2 separate regions of the Sus scrofa genome follow, and region 2 is linked to region 1. A link is a contact called in public HiChIP or PLAC-seq data. All regions are on one chromosome and are shown on one strand. The core of a region is the stretch at or near the end of the contact, and the rest is flanking DNA. Distances in the headings are between cores, read along the strand shown.

Region 1 (6,119 bases), core at 1,492-3,991:
GTTGTCACTACTGTGATTTAGGTCACTGCTGTGGTGCCATTTAGATTCCTCACCCTAGAACTTGCAGGTGCCTTGAGCTTGGCCAGAAAGGGAGTCGGGGGCAAAAATGCATAGTAAAGACTTCAGGAATACTAAGAAAGAAGTCAGCAGAGATTGAAAATAGTTGAGAGAAGTCTCATGAAGAAAGTAAAACTTGGGAGTGGCACAACGGATGGTGGCCACTCTGCAGCACTAATACACGGATTTGATCCCCAGCTCAGCACAGTGGGTTAAAGGATCCGGTGTTGTCACCACTGCGGGATAGGTTGCAACTGTGGCTTAGATCTGATCCCTAGCCTGAAATCCATATGCCATGGGGCAGCCAAAAAAAATTGGGGTGGGGTGAGGAGAAAGTAAAGCTTGAATGGGAGTCATTTGAATAGAGATGGAAGTAAAAGATAGGAAGAGTAAGCAGACTTTTGGCAGAAAGGACAAACAGTGTGATTAATGATGAGGTAGATCTAGGGGACAGCAGAATATCAGTCTAGCTAAAGAAGAGAGTTTGATTTTGAATAGTAGACATTGTACCAGAGAAAGAAATATTATTGGGTCAGATAAAAGAGGAACAGGATTGGTACATACATTTACTAAGTGGCTTTTATCTTGTAGGCCCTGTGAGTCATTGGAACTCTGAAGCACGAGAATATCAAAAACAAAATTTTCTGCATTAACAGTGACATCTGGTTATTGTAATATAGCAGAAGCAGATGATTGATTGGATCTTCACTAGTGTCTTGAAGAATCAGTCTAGCTATAAATTTTGTGTTGTTTTTTGTTTGTTTGTTTGTTTTTTGTCTTTTTGCCTTTTCTAGGGCCACTCCCACAGCATATGGAGATTGCCAGGCTAGGGGTCTAATTGGAGCGATAGCCGCCGGCCTACGCCAGAGCCACAGCAACATGAGATCAGAGCCCGAGCCACGTCTGCAATCTACACCACAGCTCATGGCAATGCCAGATCCTTAACCCACTGAGCAAGGCCAGGGATCGAACCCGAAACCTCATGGTTCCTAGTCAGATTCATTAACCACTGAGCCATGATGGGAACTCCCTAGCTATAAATTTTGAAGCCAGTTCATACAGTTATAGTTTCAAATCCTAGCATTGCCATTTCTTAGCTACGTGACATTGCAGTGGTCTAAAACATTTTAAATAAATGGTTTCCTCTCTTTAAGATAAATATAATATATACCTCAGAATTGTTAGAAATATTAAGTGAATGATACATTTAAGTGCTTAGTACTATATGAAAGCTGCTCAGTAGAGTTGCTGTTTGGACATACTCTAATTTTCCTGTTTGTAGATGGTGTCTCAAACTTTTCTGGTAAATACTTGAAACTTTCTCTTCCTACCATATGCAATCATTGGACATTTCTCTGCCATCCTCTGTACCTCTTTTTTTTTGTTGTTTGCCTGTTTGTTTGTTTTGTTTTTGCTTTTTAGGGCTGCACCCATGACATATAGAGGTTCCCAGGATAGGGATCTAATCAGAGCTACAGCTGCTGGCCTACAGCAGAGCCACAGCAACGCCAGATCCGAGCTGTGTCTGCGACCTACACCACAGCTCACGGCAATGCCAGATCCTTAACCCACTGAGTGAGGCCAGGGATCGAACCCACAACCTCTTGGTTCGTAGTCAGACTTGTTTCCGCTGCACCTCAACAGGAATTCCATATGCGCCTTTTTTTTAACAATCCATCTTGTTTTCTCTGAAACACTCAACATTCTTTTCTGCAGTGGTGCTAGAGAAACTTTTTCAGTATCAGTATAATTCATAGTCAATGTGTCTTTATGGTGGCGTTTGTAGAATATGTCTTTTTGAGTAGTATTTCTTCTTCCCTCTTCTATTTTTTAAGAAGTATATTTAGATAAGATTACATTTGTTTTCTTAAACTATTACTTTAAGAAAATGGTATTAGAAAAGATGCAGAACCCTACTGTGGTATTACTCTTCACAGCATATCCATTTTTCCACAGGGAAAGTCATAAGCTCTGCTTGCTGTTGATAGTTATTTCATCTCAAAAAGTATAAGTGATATTCAGCAAGTTATAGAATTGTTTTTCTTTCTTTGGCTCTGGAGAGGACATGATAATGTAGTACTGAAGTTTGGAAGTCTTCTAAGCATTGAAAAAAAAGAGTTGGACTACATGACTTTTGAAGTTTCTAACATTTAGAGCCGTAATTCTGTGAACTTGCTCAAGGTGGAAGAGCAACCATTTCTGACCAACATTAACCTAATCAAGTCAATCCCTGTCTAATGATTTTTAGTCTCAGAGATAAGAGACATTCAACTGAAATCCATCTCAAAAGAGAAGTATTGAGCCAGACAGTGCCAGAGGCAAATTGAAATTATGCAAAATTAGAATAACAGGATTGTTTGGGTTAGTAGTACTCACTGAAACCTTTATATTCTGTATTTTTCTGTATCTATTCCTGAATTATATTTTGACAGAATTTGAGCACATTCTCAATTAGTCCCTGAGTTTTATATGCATTTTCCTTTTCCATTTCACTTTGCCTTCACATTAGCATTTGACTGAAATTTAGAGGTGCTTTATTGCCATAATGTCAGTAAAAATGAGAACTGTGAAATTATAGGATATACACTGTGCCAAGAGTATAAAAAACACAAGATCATAGCCATAGCTGTGAACTGATTGCTGGTGGATTATTGGCTTGGTAGGATCAGCATCTGTGGGCAGGCATTGGCCTGGGGGTGGTCTAGGAGAGGAGGCCAAAGCAGGAAGCTGCTATTGTGTAGTGCTTGGCTTTATTCCATTTCTAGTCAGAAGTGACAGCTTGCAGTAGTGGAGCCAAGTTGAAGCCTAGAAAGTAGGATGGACCATAAGAAAAAGGGAACCAGAAGCTAAAACAGAATCATTATACTTCCTTATTTAAGTAGGCTTTTTAAAATTTTCAGATTGGTACATCATGTTTTAATATTCAGTAATTTTGCTCTGCATTCTGTTTACATACTCCTTTTTTCTCTCGTTTGATTTTATATTACCACAGTTTCAAAAATAGTTATGAATTGTGCTTATTAAGATACCACACATCAGGTATGCTCTATGTATTATGTGCTGCTATTAAAAAGGGAGTATTTCATTTGTAAAAACTGGTTGCAAAACTTGATGTGATGAAAATGTATTCATGAAGTCCAGGAACATGTTATTTTGCCTGAAATTTGGCCCAAGTGTGAGCTGTTCTGCAATATTCAGATTAAAAACATTTATAAGTCACGGTCTGCAGTAGTTCTCTCCTGGTCCCAAATCTGCTATGATCATATGCTGAAAAATCTGCCAGTCTCTTTTTAATTTTTTGTGGCTGCTGTTATGAATTTAAAGTATGTGAAATTATGCTTGTAGAATCAGATTCCAAGGATTCTAAGCCACCACTTAGCTACTTACCATTGAGAAAGATTTTTCTGGTTTCTTTCTGCCAATCAAAATAAGTTGGTACTATTTATTTATTCCTTTTGTCCAACTGCGAATTCTTACTAAAGCACAGACATGTTATCTAAAATCTCTAAATTGAAATTTTCTTTGTGTGTTAACATTTTGTACTTATAAGGTTCATCATTTTCCAGAATGTTTCCATTTGTATTATTTTAGTTCTTATGTTTACCTTCTGAGGAAAATAGATTACATTATCTTTATTTTGTGTAATGCTCTAAGGGTATATATATATTTTTATTCTACACAAGTCTTTGAGAGGCTACAATGAATAGGTAGCAGAAATGGAAACTCACTTAAACTAGATTTAATTTTTTAAAAAGAGGTGGGGATATAAAGATACAGCAGGGATATAAAGATACATTTGTTCCAGAAAAGTACAGCTGAACCTTATTTAAAATGGAATTAGGAACTAGAAAGTCAGTAACTCAAGTCACTTATTCCTTCTTCCACCCTTCCTCAGTCACTTTTCTGCAGGCAGGTTTCTTCTGCTTACTCATAGTTTTGCTTCTCATAATACTAGTTTCCATGTGACTTTTGTATGTCAGTGTCAATTTGCCCACCCACTCCCTCTCCTTTAGAGGACCTTTTAAATCTAATATTTGTGTTTCTTGGTAAAATTAGAGGTAGGAGTGTAGGAGAATGAAAAGCTGAAAGAAAAAGAAGGAAAAAATGTGAGGAAGGGAGAGAATATGTAATGGCAATTTTTATGGGCAAAGAAAGTGAGATTTAGGTAAGTTGTAATGTTGCACCTAAGTTCACCCAGATAGTAGGTAGCCTAAATAGAACTTGAGCCAAAAACCTGATTAATAATCATCTAGATTCCAAAATGTTACTTATGTTATACTACCCTGCTTTTGTGAGCCATCAAATGGGAAGTATCTCTTAATTTGCACTTTATTCTTTTCTTCGGCACATTGTTCTTTTTCTAGAGTTGACATTTTTCCTAATGTAATATTAAATTTTTCACTAGTTTTATTGCATGCACAATCTCCCCAGACTTTTCAAGTTATTAGCATCAGAGCTGAACCCCAAATTTGTGCATGATTTTCAGACTCATTTTTTCCCTAGGCAAAGAATCCAAACAGCTCTCCCATTTTCTTAGCTGCCTTGTTTTCTAGTTTTTTGCTCAAATATTTGTTCAGAGTTAAAATTGAAAAACAGTATTTTAAAACAAAGTCCTTTTTAGGCATTTGTTAAAATAATTGTCTCTAAAATCCAGCTCTTCTGGGCTTTAAGACTAAAGGCAAAACAGCACTAGACTTTAGTCAATAAATAATGATTGGAAACTGTTTTATTGAAATGTTTGGGGGTCTGCTCTGTTGTGTTCAGGTATACAAATACACAGCCTGCATAGATCTTTAAACTCTAGTGATGGAAACATATGGAAAAATGTAAATGTAAATTTAGGCAAAATATAGAAAGCAGCAGACACCAGGAAGATACAAGGAATCTACCCTGGCTGTGAGAGAAGTAGAAGGTGATCCTGTTCTTAAAATCGGTGACCCCGTAAGTTGTCTCAGGATAATATAGATTAGCAAAGCCACTACATGCATGATATGTAGTGAGTAAGCAGAATGTGTGTTGGATGGTCCACCTGGCATAAATTCTAACAGTACCTTTCCTGTGCAGGTGGATGGTGACCAGAAGGAGCCTTTTTAACCATTTTTTAGTTGGGTCAATGACCTGATTGACTTCAACTTCATTATCCTTTTGGAGTAGAGGAATAATGGTTTGGTTTTGTTTTTTTTTAATAGGGCTGCACCCCTGGCATATGGATGTTCCCAGGCTAGGAGTCAAATTGGAGCTACAGCTGCCACCCTACACCACAGCCACAGCAACTGCAACTTAGAATCTGAGCCTCGTCTGCGACCTACACCACAGCTCACGGCAATGCCGAATTCTTAACCCACTGAGCAAGGCCAGGGGTCGAACCCGCATCCTCATGGATGCTAGTCGTGTTCACTTCTGCTGCCCCACAGCTGAAACTCCCTGGGCATTTTTTAAAAAGATGGAGACCATAAAATTTATCATTTTAACCATTTTAGCATACAGTTCAGTTACATTAAGTACATTCACAGTGTTGTACTATTGTCACCACTATCCATTTTCCAGAACTTTTTTCCCCTCTGTTTTGGCCTCCCTGCAGCACGTGGCGTTCCCAGGCTAGAGATCAGATTCCAGCTACAGTTGTAACCTATGCCACAGTTGCAGCAACTCTGGATCCTTTAATTTACTGTGCCAAGCTGGGGATCAAACCTGTGTCCTGGCACTGCAGAGGTGCCACTGATCCCATTGTGCCACAGTTGGAACTCCCACTTTCAGAATTTTTTTCATTATCCCAAACAGAAACGCTGCATTCATTAAATAATAACTCCCATTTCCCAGTACCCTACTCTTTCAAGCCTCTGATATCCTCTCTTCTACTTTCTTGGTCTATACTTTCTTTGCCTATTCTAGATGCCTCATACAAATGGAATCATAAAAATATTGTGGTGTGTGTGTGTGTGTGTGTGTGTGTGTGTGTGTGTGAGAGAGAGAGAGACTGGCTTAAACCACTTAATATTACGCCTTAAAGATTCACCCATGTAGCATGTGTCTGTCTTTCTTTTTTATGGCTATTTTTCCAT
Region 2 (6,119 bases), core at 2,373-4,872, 290 kb before region 1:
AACAACAACAAAAGACAAAAAGACAAAAGACAAAAAAAAAAAAAAAAAAGTATAAAAAAGACAATAAAAATCTCAAATAATTCCATAGAATAAACCATCTTTTAAAAATTAGAGATTATTATTCCAGATATATATATATATGTTTTAAATTTTATCGTACTTTTCACAAGCCTGATAGGGTCATTCTCTCAAATTCTCTGAAAACCTTACAAATGCATCATTAATACTTTAATAACAAAACTGGTCAAGAGTTAATTTACGTTTAAACAAGTTACAAAGCGCTAATTCCGAGATTTTAAACTTTCTTTTTTATCTATTCTTACCATTCTTTAAAAAAATATGAAAAATGGGAGTTCCCATCATGGTGCAGTGGAAACAAGTCTGACTAGGAACCGTGAGGTTGTGGTTCGATCCCTGGCCTCGCTCAGTGGGTTAAGGATCCAGCATTGGAATGAGCTATGGTGTAGGCCCCAGATGTGGCTTGGATCTGGCATTTCTGTGGCTCTGGTGTAGGCCGGCAGCAACAGCTCCAATTAGACCCCTTTCCTGGAAACCTCCATATGCCGCGGGTGTGGCCTTATAAAGACAAAAGACCAAAAAAAAAAAAAAAAAAAAAGATGTTAACACAAATAGAAGTGTTAATAAATCCCACTATCCCTATCACCTAGTTATAAGACTTGTGAACAGTAATCCATTCTAATATTCTGGTATTATATTTCCAAGTTTTTTTTTTTACCTACAATCCTGTAAGAACATTATTTTATTTATCTACTTTTTTTGGCCACACCTGTGGCACATGGAAGTTCCCAGGCTGGGAATTGAACCCCTGTTGCAGTTGCGACCTGTGCCATAGCTATGGGCAACATAGGATCCTTTACCTGCTGTACCACAAAGGAGCTTCCTAAAAACATTATTTTAAAACAAACATTTTAAAGACAATATTTTAAAAACATGTTCTAATTATAAAATATTTTTAATTTAAACATAATTGACATCTTAGAACATATAGATTTTTGTCTTGCCCTTCCATTATATGTTACATTATGAACATTTTCTTGTATCTTTAAATATTCTTTAATAACATCATTTAACAACTACACAGTGTAATCTATCATATGAATGAAAATCATATGTTTCTATATGTCTACTATTTAAATTAATGCTATCATGAATAATCTTTCTATGATTACTAATAACAGCAATTATTAACATTTTATACTAGGCAGGATGTTATGCACGTTCTCTATATCACCTCGATTAATTCTCAGAGTAACACCCAGAGCTATGTGCTATTTTCATGCCTATTTTACAGATGCAAAGCCCGAACCTTAGAGAAGTTCAGAAACAAACCCAGGGTCATATAGCTTATAAGTTTATTTCTAGATTCAAAGCCAAGTACTCTCACTCCAAAATCCACACTTAAAAATCACCATTTATTTCCTAATGACATTACCCTAGAAGTGGAATAACTAAGTCAAAGGGACTGAGAATATAAAGATCTTTGATGCACGTTGCCAAACGCTCTTTAGAAAAGCAACATCAATTTAAATTCTTACTAGGAAAGTATAAAATACCCATTTAAGAACCATTTTCCTTAATAAGATAACAGTAATGTCAAAACAGGTGAAATAAAGTAGGAGTCTCATCGGTATACAGCACTACTAAAAGAAAAAGAAATCCCAAAATATTAGTTAATGATGTTAACATTTAATTTCAGAACGATTTTAATTTCCCCTAAAATTGTCTTTAGATTACAAATTCCCTCTGTAATAATGGAAAGGAAGTAATTTACATTTTACTTTGTTAAAATGAAGCTTGACAAATAGCTGATTGCTGCTATAAATGACATAATACTAGCATGGGGTATGACCACGGCACTGCTCACTTGACAAATTCTTATTCCACTGCTTTCAGAATCATGCTCCCCAACAAGCAAAAATGTTAATTATAGTGTTTTATCCCATCAAAGGACAAACTCTGTGAGACTAGAGATTAACAAAAATGGGATAGCTAATATTAAGTAAACAAAATAAACTACAGGATCAAAAATCAGAAGGATGAAAGACAGACGTTCCAGGCTTGTGAGGATGAGTTAATCACAATAAATATAGATGCCACAGAGACTCTCAAAGGGCAACACAAAATAACAGCACTCCAGGCCCTGATCAAAGAGTATAAATAAACCCCAACAGTTTATAGTCCAGTTTATGCTAAAGACTGAGACTAGTGAAATAGCCTGGCATAAGGATGGCAAACATGCAGAGGTGTCTCTGCTACTTGCCATTCCTGTGGCAGAAAAAAACTGCAAATCATTCACTGTGCTCTTTCCTGTTGACCCTGGTCTCGGAATCCTTGTTAACACAGCATAAGCATAAGCTCACAACAACAAAGGACAGAAGCTGAGAAGAATTATTGGAGATTTTTTTTTTTTCCCATTCTTATTCGAAACCTTTTATTCTTCTAGGAGGTGTCATTCTAAATTTAGGTCAATCTTGGAGTTCCTATTGTGGCTCTGTGGGTTAAGGATCTGGTGTTGGCTATGGTTGTGGCACAGGCCTCAGCTGCAGCTCTGATTCGACCCCTAGCCCAGGAACTCCCATGACGGTAAAAAGAAAAAAAATTTTCTTTAGGTAGTATTCCTAAACCGTCCTATTTCCTTCGGGGAAACTTTAGCTGAGCTGGTTATTATTATTACATTCTTGTTTTTTCTTCTTGAAGTATTTTATAAGAAACTACCATATGAAACCCACGGCTATAAATACTAGTAGAATAGTGTTAAGGGCATTGTTTCTTATATTAGTATCCCTATATATGAAATTTCAATGTGAGACTTTCTTTGGAATTCAGTACAGTTGCAATGCTTCAGCTTTCTTTGAGAAAATGATGCCCTTCATTTATCTGATGAGAATTACATTATTCCCCCGACCCCTTGCAACCGATTGACAGGAAGCTCATAGGCAAAATCTGCTCATCAGCTATATCAATTATGATGGGCTTTAAGACTAGCATATTTATACAGGACTTGTATTCACCAGATTTTTATTTTCTACTCCGATGGCTGTTTTTTCCTAGTCTTAATTCTCTTGTTTTTCTTTATGTTCTAAAATGTACATTTGGCAAATAATTTCTCTAATAATTTCAAGGACAAAACAGAGCATAAAAAAATTAGTTAAGATGTAGTCGTCACTGTGTTTAAGCACAGAATTCAGCTCTACGGTGCCAGAGAACCAAGAAAGGCATTTTTTTTAGCATAGGTTGCTGTAACTGGGAACCACTGGTTGTTCCCTGACTTAGCCACACTCAAAATCACCTGGAGAGCTGCTTTTTAACTGCTTTTTGTTGTTGTTGCTTAGAGCTTTTAACATAGGTAATTGATCTAAAAAATTAATAAGGTAGAAAGTGCAAAGTGAAAATTTCCCATTTTGAAACAATCTATTTCCCCAAAGAAGCATGGAAATAATTTCTTGGATATCTTATGGTAAACTAATTTAAATACATAAAACAGTAAATACTCAAACTCATCTTTTCCTTGTTATTTTATTTCTAACTACCTTACTACATTTTGCTATGCTCATGACACCTATTTTATCTGTACGGTGGAAATACGAAGTAGGCTGTGTATGTCTCTTCTCAGCTCCACAATTGGTGACATCACACTGGTAGCTTAAAATAGGCTATTATTGTAGGGAGTAGTTACATCATGGAAATTAACAAATGATATGAATCAGTCCCTTTGCCCCAGCTGTTAAGCATTACCAGCAAACCACTGCCTATATGTGTTTTAGCCAAGGGAAACTATAGTATATTTTTATCAGGAAGACAACGAAATATTATATGGAGAAAGAATTCATAGAATTTAGTAAAATCAAAAAGGCAGGCTATTAGGACAACCAGGTTAATAAAGGCTTCATGCAAGATGATAAAGAGAAAGAGGGCAAAAGGTTTTTGCCCTTTATTGTAGTTCAAATCTATTTTAAGATTAAGTCTCTAATATAAACACAGACTCTGGTGAATTTTTAAAATAAAATTAGAATCTTACATATTAAGGGAATCCTAGAAGTAGTCTATTAAAGTAGTTCTCTGATTTTTTTCAGAGCAGTATTATTCCCCCAGGAGAAATCTTTTTTAGGATCATCAGTAAACAAGAGACAAATGCAATTAAATTGTCATTAGAAAACTTAGTTTCAGTGATTACAGAATCCTCTGAGTAATCCTAAACCCATAAGAACTATTTGGAAAGCATCCTCTATAAATGGTTTAGAAGCTCCCAAATCTGTCTATATATACGAATCAATTAAGAATGAGAATCTTTGGAAGTGGGGCCAAAGAGTTTAAATTTCTGAATTCTGCATCTTCCAAACACTAAAGTGACAACATTAGGCTACTTTAGTTTTGGATTAAAACTCATTATGATTAAGCAATGTGCTGTCCCTATGCTAAGCTCTAACTGTATTTTTAAAAGTAATGTGAAAATGGCTATATTTTTTCTTGACTTGTGTTAAACTGTATCCTTACTTAAACACTAAAATAAATGTAAGAGACCATAAGGGAAAAGAGAGTTCTAAAGAGTAAAGTAGCAAAAATGAATATATCTTTTGAAAATAATAAATGTGCGCCTGTTTAAATTCAAATGATTACAACTGCTACAAGGTCCAGCGATGATTCCATGTATCTGTGTATATTCTTTCTAAATGAGTCATTATGCCACTGTTTCAGCAGCCATCACATAGCAAAGTTCATGCCTGATGACTGCAAAATAATATGTAATGTTTGTCTTACAGAAATTTCCAGAAAAGAATAGAAGTTGTTAAGTGTCTCTGTTAGTCGAGAATTCCCATTTAATAAAACAAGTTAAGTGGCCTTAAAGAAAAATATGAAAATTACAATCAGGAAGAAAAAGTCAAACCCATGAGAAGAGCCCAAGCCTTGAATTCTCTAGCCAGTGATACAAGTTTAAAACTGCCAAGGAGAAAAAAATGCAGTAAAAAAATTCCTTTGAAATATTTTATACATGTTTTAATTATAGTCATCAAGAGCTATGAAGCTTGGAATTTTCATGTTGTCAGAGCTCAACTTCTAATTTTACTTCAGAGCTTTAATTTCTACTCTAAAAGGAAAGCTGAAGATAAAACTAGGGGAGAGAGATCAATCCACAGTAAAGCAGACTAGTATTTCATCATCCTCTTACTTTCTTCCCTAGCCACCATCTCACTCCACCACCACCAGGGCCTACTATGTGGTGGACCCACACCCCCCACCAAAATACTTAAACATAATGCTGAACTCAATACAAAACACACTGTAGAACCACAAACTCCTGAAGTCCTCAAGGAGCTAGGCATCCTGTGAACAGAGTTCTATAGAATGTCATACATAACCAAAAGGACAGGATGGTCCCCATAAGCTGTAGCATTCCCCAGTTTACCAGGTGTAATTTTTCCATTCTGTCATACAAATAAGGAAATCATATGTGGGGTAGGTATGTTCTATTGGTACAGATAAGGCTCAGAAAGATGAACGATCTTATGAATTAGGCACCTGCCAAGTGTCGAAACCAAAACAAACATAAGATTTCTAATTTCAAGATCTGTGCTCTTAGCACTATACCAAAAACCTTTATAATCCATACAGTGTATAACTCAATAGCAATCATCTCCAATATCAGTCAACATTCAGAAGCTATCTTCATAGTTGTGACCCACCAATGTATTACTGTCATATATAACAAAATATATATCTGAGAAATATCTACATCTCTCTCTATATATAAATATATATCATACATAACAAAATATGAGACCCCTTAAAAATTTTTTTCACCAAAGTATATTTGATTTACAATGTGTTAGTTTATGCTGTACAGCAAAGCGATTCAATTATATATATATTCTTTACTATTACGCTTTATCACAAGATGTTGCATGTAGTACCATGCTGTACAGTAGAACCTTGCTGTTTATCTATTTTATATATAGTAGTTTGTATCTATGGATCTTAAACTCCTAATTTATCCCTCCCTACCTCCTCTTTCCCTTTTGGTAACCATAAATGTTTGTGTGTTTTGTTAGGTTTTTTTGTTTGTTTGTTTGTTTTTGTATTTTTAGGGCTGCACCTGTGGC

Evidence for each region. HiChIP or PLAC-seq counts read pairs in DNA pulled down with a chosen protein or histone mark.
Region 2: a contact with region 1 is called in an H3K27ac HiChIP or PLAC-seq map of alveolar macrophages. The contact joins two enhancer-like sites. A contact is called at or near these places in 2 of 2 datasets of contacts at active chromatin or transcription factors (alveolar macrophages and skeletal muscle).

Annotation. Positions count from the first base shown.
Region 1 is chr14:66,712,608-66,718,726 of Sscrofa11.1, reverse strand. All of the region lies in intron 3 of JMJD1C (probable JmjC domain-containing histone demethylation protein 2C), which reads left to right. Among named protein-coding and RNA genes, the nearest start is that of MIR1296, 100 kb to the left of the region's middle. Within about 2 kb of position 2,741, at least 11 of the 83 cell types and tissues checked have an H3K27ac peak or open chromatin away from gene starts, as enhancers often do. A contact at or near this core is called in alveolar macrophages, where this site is marked.
Region 2 is chr14:67,002,209-67,008,327 of Sscrofa11.1, reverse strand. All of the region lies in intron 1 of REEP3 (receptor expression-enhancing protein 3), which reads right to left. Among named protein-coding and RNA genes, the nearest start is that of JMJD1C, 38 kb to the right of the region's middle. Within about 2 kb of position 3,622, at least 13 of the 83 cell types and tissues checked have an H3K27ac peak or open chromatin away from gene starts, as enhancers often do. A contact at or near this core is called in alveolar macrophages, where this site is marked.